2 separate regions of the Sus scrofa genome follow, and region 2 is linked to region 1. The links are chromatin contacts, called in public HiChIP or PLAC-seq maps. All regions are on one chromosome and are shown on one strand. The core of a region is the stretch at or near the end of the contact, and the rest is flanking DNA. Distances in the headings are between cores, read along the strand shown.

Region 1 (6,317 bases), core at 1,779-4,278:
CGTGTGCGCGCCGCAGGCTGGCGGTAAGGCTGGGAAGGACTCCGGAAAGGCCAAGACAAAGGCGGTTTCCCGCTCGCAGAGAGCCGGTTTGCAGGTCAGTGGGGGTTTCTGCTGTCTGGGAATCGCGGCGTTTTTCTCTCCTTTTTCTCTGTTTATCATTGCACTAGATGAGCTTTTGGTCTTTGCGTGGTGATGGTGTCGGGACTTGGTTTACCGATACAATAAATATTGGGGAAGGGGGGGCGATCACGTGTGGCGATGCTAGGGCGCGTTGCTGCATCAGCCTCCGTGCCCCTTGCTTTGGCGCGCGTATAATTTGACCATTTTTGGCTCCTCTATCTTTGTGCATTTGTGTTTGTGTATGCGAAAAATGAAGTTTCCGGTGGGCCGTATTCATCGACACCTGAAATCTAGGACGACCAGCCATGGACGTGTGGGCGCGACTGCCGCTGTGTACAGCGCAGCCATCCTGGAGTACCTCACCGCAGAGGTAAATGGGTGTACGCCTGTAATCTGGAAAAGGTGGTGGGGGGAGGCGGTGAGAGGGAAGGAGGAAAGTGATGCAAGAAAACTCCCAGGCTCTGAACGCGGTGAGAAGCTTCTGACAACGCTAGAGGGGGCTGGTGTTCATTTTGGGTTCCTCCTGAGCTTGAGTTGACTGCTTTAGGAAATAAAATTGCGTGTCCCCTTTATAGCTTTTGCATATCTTGCCATTCAGGTAGTGGGGGGAGACGGCAGTTGGTAGATACACGTTCACGAAGGTTTGATTCTTCTGGATCTTGATCCTAAGGAAAGTTGGCAGGAGATTGATTAGATTCTGTCTTCTAGGTACTTGAATTGGCAGGAAATGCATCAAAAGACTTGAAGGTAAAGCGTATTACTCCTCGTCACTTGCAACTTGCTATTCGTGGAGATGAAGAATTGGATTCTCTCATCAAGGCTACAATCGCTGGTGGTGGTATGTAAATACTAAAAATTTTTTAATTTCTTTAGATAATTCTTTACTTTTTTCCCCCACTAGAAGAGGACACTTAGTGTTATTTTCAGTGATCTGTAGTATGGTTGCATCATGAAAATTGATTCCTGTATATAACTTAGTGAATTTTTACTTCTGCATACTCTGGCCTCACATTTAAAGACTTCTTCGAAGTTGAACGTTAAACTGTCATGGTTTTGAAGTCCTGTGTTAATTTTCAAAATAATGTATATTTAAAAGTATCCCTTTCCTCCCCTAGGTGTCATTCCACACATCCACAAATCTCTCATTGGGAAGAAAGGACAACAGAAGACTGTCTAAAGGATGCCTGGATTCCTTATTATCTCAGGACTCTAAATACTCTAACAGCTGTCCAGTGTTGGTGATTCCAATGGACTGTATCTCTGTGAAAAACACAATTTTGCCTTTTTGTAATTCTATTTGAGCAAGTTGGAAGTTTAATTAGCTTTCCAACCAACCAAATTTCTGCATTCGAGTCTTAACCATATTTAAGTGTTACTGTGGCTTCAAAGAAGCTATTGATTCTGAAGTAGTGGGTTTTGATTGAGTTGACTGTTTTTAAAAAACTGTTTGGATTTTAATTGTGATGCAGAAGTTATAGTAACAAACATTTGGTTTTGTACAGACATTATTTCCACTTCGGTGGATAAGCTCAATAAAGGTCATATCCCAAACTAGTTGTGTATTAAATTCACTTGATTATGATGGGAACAACTTTTGTTTTGAATAACTATCTTATCCAGCAATAACTTAATAAGCACGTTTCTTACCTTGAAATTAAAATGTTAATTTTGTAGATCAACAAACCTCGAAGGCTAAAGCATATATATATTTTTTAATGCTATGAGATGAACTATTAAAGATTTTAAAACTTCAGTAGGAGCTTGGAACTGGACAAGGTGATGTTTTTTAGGTTAAATTTGATCATCTCAATTTGTCGCTGCACTTGCTGTTTGTGACAGCAGCACTACATCCAGAGCACTGTCATGGACTGGGGCAGGTAGGGAAGTTCTGTATATTGCTACCTCCACAGAAGGTACTTTCAGTATAAACAGTGAAGTGTTTCCTGTGTTCTCCCACTGTTTCAAAGGCTACCTGGATTAAACTGTTCAGTATGCACCATCTAATCCCGTTTTTACAGAAAAGAATCAAGGTTGGAGTTCCCCTGTGGAATAGCAGATTAAAGGTCCCGTGTTGTCACTGCAGGGGCTCCAGTGGCTGCTGTGGTGGGGGTTTGGTCACTGCCCTGGGGAACTTCTACATGCCTTGGACTCACCAAAAAAGAATCAGGGTTTCTCTGAAAGTCCTGAGTTGATCATATTTGCTGTCATGGCTGTCTTTACTGAACATTGTATGAAACGATTATTTTGTGGTTAAGTTGATTGGATCGTTTTGACATGACACTTGGCTTCTGACAAGTTCTTAGTTTTTGAAACTCGGATTAGGTCATTACAAGGCTCATCCTGCACACGGAGACCAGTATGACAGGTATAGCATTTCACAGGGGTAATGTGAAAAAAGAGTAGGGAGAAAACCAGCAAATAGATACATGATGGTAATACATTCCCAACGAGCTGATTCCTTCCTCGTTTTGGTCATGTAGGATTATTAGGGTTCCGGTTTTTCGCCAGAGTAAAGGCAAACTGCAAATTGTGTTTACTTTAACTCCCGGATGTACTAAGGAGATGGTTTTACTGCAGCTGGGTCAGGAAAGTGCTGAAAGAGGCAATGAAACAAGCCCTGAGTTAGGGTCGAAAGGCCCTCTACTGTGTCCCAGTACACCTGTGCCGGAAGCGCAGCCCTCACCTGACCGAATCCTCCCCAGGCTGAGGGGGGCCCTGAGGCGGGGCCTTCGACCTCTGGGAATTTTCCTGAAAGCGAACATGCCCACCCCGATCCGTAGCCCGGCCGCTAGGAAAACCGGCGGCCGCCGACGCGGGCCACCACGGGAGGTCAGAGGGCGCGGCGCAGTCCGGGCGGCCGGGTCCCCGCCCCGGTGGAACCCCCGGCGGGCAGCAGGCCTGGCATCTCCCGCCCCCGCGCCGTCCAGGTTGGTCAGCTCCGAGCCTGCTGGCGCCCCGCACGGACCGCCGAGTCGGCAGGGACAGCCAAGCCCTGGAGCTCTGTCCGGGGGCCGCGAAGGATGCAGCTCGCGCGGTAGTTGCCCGCGGGGGGCGGGGAGGCCGCCGTGAGGAGGCGGAGCTGCGAGCCCGCCAGTGCGCCCGGGCCTCGCCGCCGCCGCCGCGGTCTCCTGCGCTCCTCCCCGTTCGCCTCCGCACGCCCCCGTCCCCGGCCGGCCTCGCCTCCACGGCGGCGGCGGCTTCCGCCCCTCGTAGCTGCGCTCCCGCAGGAAACGGAAGAAGGCGCAAGCCATGGAGGGGAACCGGGACGAGGCGGAGAAATGTGTCGAGATCGCCCGGGAGGCCCTGAACGCCGGCAACCGCGAGAAGGCCCAGCGCTTCCTGCAGAAGGCCGAGAAGCTCTACCCGCTGCCCTCGGCCCGCGGTGAGGCCCTCGCTCTCCCTTTCCTCCCCGCCCGGCCCCCAGGCCGCCGCGCAGCCCGCTCTCGCCCCCACCCTCGGCCCTCCGGGAGCCAGCGGGGCTCCCGGCCTGCCCGACCCCGCGGCGGGGCCCCCGGGAGCAGCATCCCGACACACCCCCGCCCCGGCCCTGACTGCCCCCGGCCGAGCCCGCCCTGGGCCGCCCCGCCACGGGCCGCCCGAGACGCCCTCCTCACCTGCCTGCGAGATGCCCGCTCGCCGCCGACACGCAGGAGTTGCCGGTTCCCTGGTCGGTTTTCGTACTGTCCAGCTGTCATTCTCCCAGGAGACTCGCCGGGTTGTGTCTTCGCAGAGTGGGGCTTTCTGTCTGGGTGTTTGGTTGTGTGGCGCCCACCCTTCTCATCCTCACCCCCAAGTAAGGCCTAGGCCCCTAATGAGGTGAGAGGAACCGGGAACTCTAGTGGCTAATGTACAGGTCCCTGGTTCCACCGCCTCTAGGGTAGAAAACACTGTGCCCAAAGCAAACATTTTCGAATACTTGAGATGACATTGCTTTTCCCTGGGAGGGAGTTCGTTTAGAAGAGAGGAGCACCAATTTGGCAAAAATGATGGAGTCAGTAACCATTTGCTAAAGAGTATCCGTTGTTATAGCACCGTAATTGTAGACAAATGAGATACAGGTTTAGGAAGAGAGTACTGGACTGCCCTTAGTCGAATTCCTTCTGTTCCCATCCTGCTCTCTAGGCTTTAAAATCTTTAAAATAATTATAGCCAACATTTATTGAGCACTTACTTAAAGTACCTAGGGTTTTATATGAATTATTTACTCCTCGGAACAATCCTAGGATTCATTTGGCCAGGCTTACTCATATGGAAACAGACTTTTTGATGAATGAATGATGGATGAACGAAAACATACCCAAGGTCACACGGTAATTAGTGGCAAAGTCGGAATAGACTTGAGCTCTCTAGCTCCAAAAACCACTACCCTCCATTGCCTGGCCTATAGGGTACTGTTTCACTTGAGGTTCAAGGCATTTCCAGATTAAGAAAATTATCAGTAAGTCAGAAAGAAGGTGGGGCTACTTGTTTCATTGTTGTTTTCTTAATTTTTTTTCTACATTGTTGAAGCTTTACTTTTCTCTGTCCTTTCTGTTACATTGCTGTTGAGGACTGTACCAGGGAGGACAGGAGAGGGAAATGAAATTAAATAATAATTATTTTGTTAAATGTTGCAAAACTGTGAAATTTTTCAACTTAACCATTTTTAAGTGTACAGTTGAGTAGTGTTAACCGCTTTCACATTGTGGTACGACAAATCTCCAGAATTTTCACCTGACAAAATTGAAACTATCCCAATTAAATAGTTGCCCATTTTCCCCACCCACCCAGCTCCTGGCAACCACCATCATACTTTCAAAAATTTGACTACTTTGAATACCTTATATAAGTGGAATCATACAGAATTTGCCCTTTTGACTTTCTTTTTTAACTTAGCATAATGTTTTTGAAATTTATCCATGTTGTAGCATAAATATAATGGGAGTTCCTTTTTTTTTTTTTTTTTTTTGTCTTTTTGTCTTTTTGTTGTTGTTGTTGTTGTTGTTGTTGCTATCTCTTGGGCCGCTTCCGCGGCATATGGAGGTTCCCAGGCTAGGGGTTGAATCGGAGCTGTAGCCACCGGCCTACGCCAGAGCCACAGCAACGCGGGATTCGAGCCGCGTCTGCAACCTACACCACAGCTCACGGCAACGCCGGATTGTTAACCCACTGAGCAAGGGCAGGGACCGAACCCGCAACCTCATGGTTCCTAGTCGGATTCGTTAACCACTGCGCCACGACGGGAGGGAGTTCCTTTTTAAAGGCTGCGTAATAGTCCCTTTCGTGTATATACCACGTTTTCAATATCCATTCATCATCTACTAAGAGATTGTTGTTTCTGTATCTTGGCTATTGTGAATAATGCTGCTCTGAACATAAGTGTGCAAGTATTTCTCTTTGTGATCCTTTCAAATTCTTTTGGATATATACCCAGAAATGAGATTGCTTGATCATATTGGTAATTCTTTTTTCACTTTTTTGAGGAACTGCCATACTTTTTTCATGGCTGATATGCCATTTTACATTCCTACCAACAGTGTGCAAGTGTTGCAGGTTTTTGGTTTTTTTTTTTTTTTCCCATCTTTTTAGGGCAGCACCCATGGCATATGGAAGTTCCCAGGGTAGAGGTTGAATTGGAGCTTTAGCTGCTGGCCTATGTCAAAGCCAGGAATCGAACCCATATCCTTGTGGATCCTAGTCAGGTTCGTTACCATGGAGCCATGATGGAAACTAAGAGTTTCAGTTTTCCCACCTCCTCACCAACGCTTGTATTTTGTTTATTTGTTTGGATGTTGGTTTTTGGTAGTAGCCATGCTGATGAGTGTGAGGTGGTATTTCATTGCAGTTTTGATTTGCATTTCTCTAATGATGACTGATGTTGAGCATCTTTTTATTTGCTTGTTGGCCCTTTGTGTATAATTTTTGGGGAAATGTCTATTCAGACCCTTTGCCTATTTTTTAATTAGGTTGTTTGTGTTGTTGAGTTGTAGTAGTTCTTTATATATTCTACATTTTAACCCCTTATCAGACATGGTTTGCAGATTTTTTTTTTCCTCCCATTCTGTATGTTGTCTTTCATTCTGTTGATTATTTCCTTTGATGCACAGTTTTTAAGTTTGATACTGTCCCATTTGTCACTTTTGCTTTTATTGCTTGTGCTTTTGGTGCCATAGCCAAGAAATCATTGCCCACATTTAATTTTGTAAAACATTTTCCTA
Region 2 (6,317 bases), core at 2,550-5,049, 300 kb after region 1:
ATTTCTCTGTTTATGTCATTCTGAGATCTAGCAATACTGGGCAGCAGGGGCAAGTTCCATTTATACTGTTGACCAAATTTCTTTCTTAGGGTATTGCTCTGTAGAGTATGCAGAATGGCAATTAGAATTGATGGTAGATAAAACTAGATGAGAAATTAATTTTAGTCTCAAAAGGAGTCAGTACCTGTTCCATGTGCCCCTTCAAGAGAATTTCTTACTGAAAAGAACGAAACTCTTAAGTGTGAATTTTCTTTCTTTTTTTTTTCTTTATGACTGCACCTGCAGCATATGGAAGTTCCCAGGCTAGGGGTAGAATCAGAGCTGCAGCCACTGGCCTACACCACAGCCACAGCAACAATGGACCTGAGCTGCCTCTGCAACCTACACCACAGTTTGCAGCAACGCTGGATCCTTAATCCACTGCGCGAAGCCAGGGATCAAACCTGCGTCCTCACAGAGACACATTGGGTGCTTAATTTTGAACTTTTTAAGAAGTATTCTTTTATTAAACCTAGATCAATATAATAGTACAGTTAATTGACTTAAGCAAAAAAGACAAAGTAGAGATAAATTAATAAAGGTAAGGCTTGAAGAGACTTTCAGTGGTGATAAGAATGATAGGTAATGGGATTTAGGAATCCAACAGAAAACTAGAAGGCCAGAAGTAAAAGAAAGATGAAGGATATGGGGAAAAATAGGGAAGATGATTTTTGTGAATGGACTGAAAAGTATGGTAGGGCTATGGACTGAGAGAAAGACTGAGGGTGAAGGAACAATTCAGGTTTAGAGGTAATAGGATTAAATACAAAGCATGTATGGGGGTGAGGGAGAAAGAAGAAGTACTATAAAGAAAAGCCAAAGTGATAGCATCGCAGTTTCCTGGGGCACCATCTCACCGAAGCAAAGCATTGGAATGGTGGACATTTTACAAATTTATTGAAGTGAAAGTACATTTTCAGAGAGGAAGAGAGAGACTCACATGCACACAGGCTAAAAAGAGGGCCCTACTCACTCTGCAAGTCTTTTTTTTTTTTTTTTTTTTTTTTTTTTGCCTTTTCTAGGGCTGCTCCCACGGCATATGGAGGTTTCCAGGCTAGGGGTCTAACCGGAGCTGTAGCCACCAGCCTACACCAGAGCCACAGCAACACTGGATCCGAGCCACATCTGCAACCTACACCACAGCTCATGGCAATGCTGGATCCTTAACCCACTGAGCAAGGTCAGGGATCGAACCCGCAACCTCATGGTTCCCAGTCGGATTCATTAACCACTGAGCTACGATGGGAACTCCTGCAATAGTCTTTATACCCTATGATGTGGACCTGAGTGGAGACCAGATTTGATCTTCTGATTGGTCTCGGGCAGGATACCTTATTTGCACGGGGAAAAGATGATATGGTGGCCTGGTGAGAAATGGGCAACATTCCTTCTCTAGCAGGGAGTGAGCAGCCCAGGCTGGTCAAGGTGGGGCAAGGGGCATTACAAGGAGACATGGCCAGAGGCTTTGGGGTTTAATCCTTGAAGAGGATGTGAAACCTGTAACAAAAGGAGGCACTGAGAATAGACCCGCCATTATAAAATGTGATTCAAAAGAAGTAGGGAGCATTCACTCTTTCAGCATATTCTTCTAAACAGACCCTATGACTCCTCCTCTTCTAAACTCCTCCTACACCCTCTTTATTTATGGTCAACCTGTACGCACCCTCCACCCAGATCTGGACAGTTGCATTGATAAGTAAATTTGAGATGAGTTATGAAGCAATGTATGGCATCCCCAAATTTATAATGGCCTGATTTTAAAGTAAACTCTTCATAAGTAGTTTGCTTATTAAATGTCAGTCGTTACAAATGGTAAGGAATCTATAATTTAACCACGGTACTATAAACCAGGAAATTACCAAATCTAGGGAGACAGAGAGCTGTCAAGTCCTGTACTTTTTATTCATGATTTTTGGAATAGGCAGCTGTACTGTGAAGTTAATGACACTTAAACCCAGGCTTGGAAGGGAGCCTTTGGCATTGTGTACATACGCCGTATCTTTTTTCAGTAACATTTGCAAAAAGTAAGGTATTTTGTTATCTTTTCTCAAATTTTGCCCCTAAATTGCATAAGCTTCAGGATCTAAAATTCTGGGTTTGCCACTGAGCTTATACAACAAACTGTAGCTCTCTGTTATGTTCTAGGTCATAGCTCCCTGCATGCCATTGTCCATTGTCATGTGTGTGTGTGTGTGTGTGTGTGTGTGTATTTTTAAATCTTTATAAGAGCATGTATTTAAAAACATCAAGTTATCCAATGTGCTCACTTGCAAGGTGGGGAAAAAAAGAGAACACCACAATAGCTACTATATCTCAATTGTTTTTTGTAAAATCATGGTATAAGGTCTTATCTCATGGTATATAAATCAATCGTATTTCAAATATTCAACAGTGTACTTGACAGATAACAAAAATAGTAAGCTCTCTGTATAACAATTACCTATCAAGTGTAAGTTACAAAACTTTTTCTCATTAAAATTTGTTTTCATCCAACTAAGGGTTGTACGTTTAAATACAAAATACTTGAGAAACTACTAAAATATATATATATTATCTCAGGTTCTTTAGTTCAAGAACCTAAAGTGTGATTTGCTTGGGTGAAATAATTTAGTCCCCATTTATTGTTCTGGTAACAAAGATGGTCTCTTGTCCTCAAGTGGAAATTTTCAACGCAAAAAATCTTGAGATAAACTTTATGAAAAAAAGAAAGCCAGTTATCCCTAAAGGGCTTTATAAGTTTAAAAGTGAATTGTTTATATCAGTTACTTAGGGTTCACAGTGAGTGAAATCGCATCCTATCATGCTGAGTTATGTGTTAGATCAACTGGCATTCATGGTGAATTATCTTAAGAGACTCTAAAAAGTGATCATTTTACAGGTACAACATCTAGAAATTCACCGCATATATAAATGAATTGACTTAAAACAAGATTCCCTATGAATACATTGCATACAGTTTTTTGGAAACCATTACTCATAAAATGTTTATTTCCTCTGAAAGATATCAATCCTTAGGTGTTTTAAAATCAGTTTTATCTTGAAATAGAATCTAAAATGACTAACACTATTTTTCCAAAGATAATGTCTTATTTCTTAAAATCTATATCATGTCGTTTTATTTTCTGTAATTCATAACCGTGATAATTCTCTTTTGAATGGTAATGGAATTAAATACAGACTTTACCATTTCATTCATAATTCTCTGTCAAGTCAAATGCCTTTTTCATTGGATCTAATTCTTCTTGATGTCCCATTGCTAAGCAACTAGAAGGAAATTTAAGAACTGGTTTTTTAAGCCCACTTTTACAATTCAAATGAAGGAGCTGCATTCATTGAGTGACCAACAGCAGAAGGTAACAATAGCTGGCATCTTTTTTCTCCCTTTTTAAAAATACACCATGAATGAGAGAATGAAGCAAGAAACTAAAAGGAGCCTCTGTTTTCTTAATGTATGTAGGAATTTGAATTTGATTTTCATTCCAACCCAGTCCTGCCTTCACCAACATTCCAAAGTTCCATGGTTTTGAAGATGGCTTAAAGAGTTAGTTAGGACTCTCTCACTACACTACACACACCCACCCACCCACACAATTTTCCCCCTCAAGGATTAAAATTATAGTTTAGCAAAAGGCAACACGAACGTACCTTTAACCGAAGCTGAATATGAGGAAATGAAGCAGAGAAAAAGCACAGCAAGAAGAATCATATTGACCAGCTCCCCTCTAGTGCATCCAGTTCCAAGCGAGGAGTCACTGAGAAGTGGATTCTTGCGGTGGCAGCAAGGGAGTGACCCTCCTCGAACCTGCAACAATGTTTATCTTTGGGGGAAAGGTCAGATTCCAAACTCCAAAATCAGGACCTAAGTTCACAGAAGGGCCCACTATTAATGATTAAACTTTGGTGGGCTCCGGTTTCCAATCTCTCACTCTTTTTATTTATTCTTTACTCAATAAGGAAGACCAAGAAAAAAATGTCACTTTTGAGAGTTCAAGTAAACCAGTCTACCATCCTTTAAATTCAGAAGTACTGATAGACATTCAAGGAAAACTGATGATGATACTTTTCTGCTCCAAACATAAATCATCCTCATTCCCGTAACATCAAATGCCTGTCTTCACATTTACCACTTTACGTGGGAAGGTGGTGAGGAATTGCAAACTCAAATACATTTCATTGAATTTTATTGTCTTGTATGGTCATCTGGAGTTTTTTAATACCATGTGTATGCTATTATTAAAAAATCATTCTGAATTATAGGATTTAAATTTAAAAATTTTTACTTCCACCACCAATCCCTTCAAAATAATGTTAAAATGATAAAACTGATTTCTGAAACCTAGATGATTCTCCTTACGTGTGATTCTTATGTGTCTGTCATTATTAGCACACTAGCAAGCAGTTGAGTTTATCACAGTAGACCTCTAACTACCCCTATGACAAGAAACACTTATCTTGAGTCCCCAAACCAACTGGATGGAATCCCCTGTGCTTTCTGAATCCTAATTCTAGGAAGAAATTCAAGAGGGGAATTCCAGCCCTTAACAATTTTGCTGCGGAAAATTAATTAGGAAACTTCTCTACAATTAAAGCAAGTAACTTAGTGTGAGTGGAGCCACACGAATGAAACCCACTTTTGTCCTTGGAAACTCCTGCAATATAAACCTGATGTGAACAAAACCTATTGAAACAGGGTGGTTGTGGGGAGCATATGGGGATGTTTTGGCAAAGGAACGAATAAGGTGCTGGCAAAGGGCTATTTGAATGAACTAGAAAATACTTATAGCCATAAAATGGGTTCTTAAGCATAGAATGAGGGTCTTAATTTTACCCTCATCTTTCTCTAAAGCCTCTTCTAGAATCCTAACCTTAAGTTCAAATCTTCTAGACAACCCAGGTAAAAGATAGTCAACTTGATAGAAAGGGCTACAAGATGAAATCTAAAATTTTAAAATCTCCAGAGTTAAGCGTATTTCTCCTTGAATTATGTTTTATATAAAGATCTTAAACGTGGAAATTGTTCACCTTTACTGTCTATTGAGATTAGAATTTCACTTGTTAACCTGTTTTATATATAAATCTTGGCTAAATTACCTACACAAAAAATATTTGGTTGTGACTATCACCTTAAAGATATAAATAATTTGTCTTGGGGTAAACAGAAAATGGTCTTAGAAAATTAACTGTTGAAGAAATGTTTTTATGAATAGTGGGCTTTACAAATACAAGGTAATGTGAAAAGCGCTTTAGTGCTTTACATTTGAATAGATTTTTGTGTATTCCCACAATTTCTGCATTACATGCACAGTAACACGAAGCCACTATAGTCACTTAAGCTTTAAATACTTACTTATTCAAATTAAGGACTACCTGGAATCATGTGAAAACTGCCTTTCGTATTCCACTTGAGGCTCACAGTGACATGTTTATGGTTAGACTATGTGGTGCATGATACGTGTCTCTTCGGGTAAAGTACCATTTGTTGTCAGGTGTTTATCAGAGTCCAACCAATAAAAGGCATATCACTATTGCCTAACAAATTAAATGCTGTTTCATTTGTTTTGTTTTCATTTGCCTACCACTAGAAAGCTCCTATGAGTCACTGTATTAAGTAGTTATTTCAACATAGGATGTTCAAATAAGACTGTTTCTATTGGTAATAAATACCATCATTCTTTTCTATCTTGCCTGTAATTTTTTACAAAGATATTTGAAAGACTAAAGATTGTTTCACAGAGATGAAATAAAAATGCCAAACCCCTTCCATATTCAGTGAATTCTATGTACCAAAGAGAGGCATTCTCTTCCGTAGCTCTGCTGATCAAGCCAAGCAAACCTTGTGCACTACAGGTGGGAGACACCTCCCCAAACTCATCAGCTCTTTTTCATAGCATGTGAAGCAAGACAGAAGCACAGAACAATTGAAAAAAGAAAAAAAAAAAAAACCGCAAGAGCTTCCATCTATGGAATAATTACTATGTATAATACACTATGCCAAGAACTTTACATTTTGTAGTATATCCTAACAATCACCTCATATATTAGAAAAACGATTTTCAAACTAATTTAGTAAAATGATTTATGGACCATAGTAAAACAAACCTTGAGGCCTTGAGATGCAACATTCTCCTTTACTTAAAATATATTACAGATAGATTTTGGAAAAACTGACTGATTTCTTACGGATGACATAGAACTATTAACTGGGACTATCTTTCAATAAGTCCATCACACTTTTGCATGGAGGCTAACAGAACACTGTGGTTAGATGTTCCAGAGGA

Evidence for each region. HiChIP or PLAC-seq counts read pairs in DNA pulled down with a chosen protein or histone mark.
Region 2: an H3K27ac HiChIP or PLAC-seq map of skeletal muscle shows a contact between it and region 1, with 2.4 times the contacts expected there. The contact joins the promoter of MTTP here to the promoter of DNAJB14 in region 1. A contact is called at or near these places in 2 of 5 promoter capture datasets (fetal liver and liver), 13 of 47 Hi-C or Micro-C datasets (alveolar macrophages, embryonic fibroblasts, epiblast stem cells and 9 more) and 2 of 2 datasets of contacts at active chromatin or transcription factors (alveolar macrophages and skeletal muscle).

What each region holds. Positions count from the first base shown.
Region 1 is chr8:120,564,367-120,570,683 of Sscrofa11.1, forward strand. It overlaps DNAJB14 (dnaJ homolog subfamily B member 14), which reads left to right and starts at 3,029. Exons shown (of 8, transcript XM_021101721.1): 1 at 3,029-3,502. The coding sequence starts at 3,370. H2AFZ (H2A histone family, member Z) reads left to right here. Exons shown (of 5, transcript NM_001123122.1): 2 at 17-94; 3 at 377-490; 4 at 829-958; 5 at 1,236-1,657. The coding sequence ends at 1,297.
Region 2 is chr8:120,867,669-120,873,985 of Sscrofa11.1, forward strand. It overlaps MTTP (microsomal triglyceride transfer protein), which reads right to left and starts at 3,800. Exons shown (of 18, transcript NM_214185.1): 1 at 3,685-3,800. The coding sequence starts at 3,745.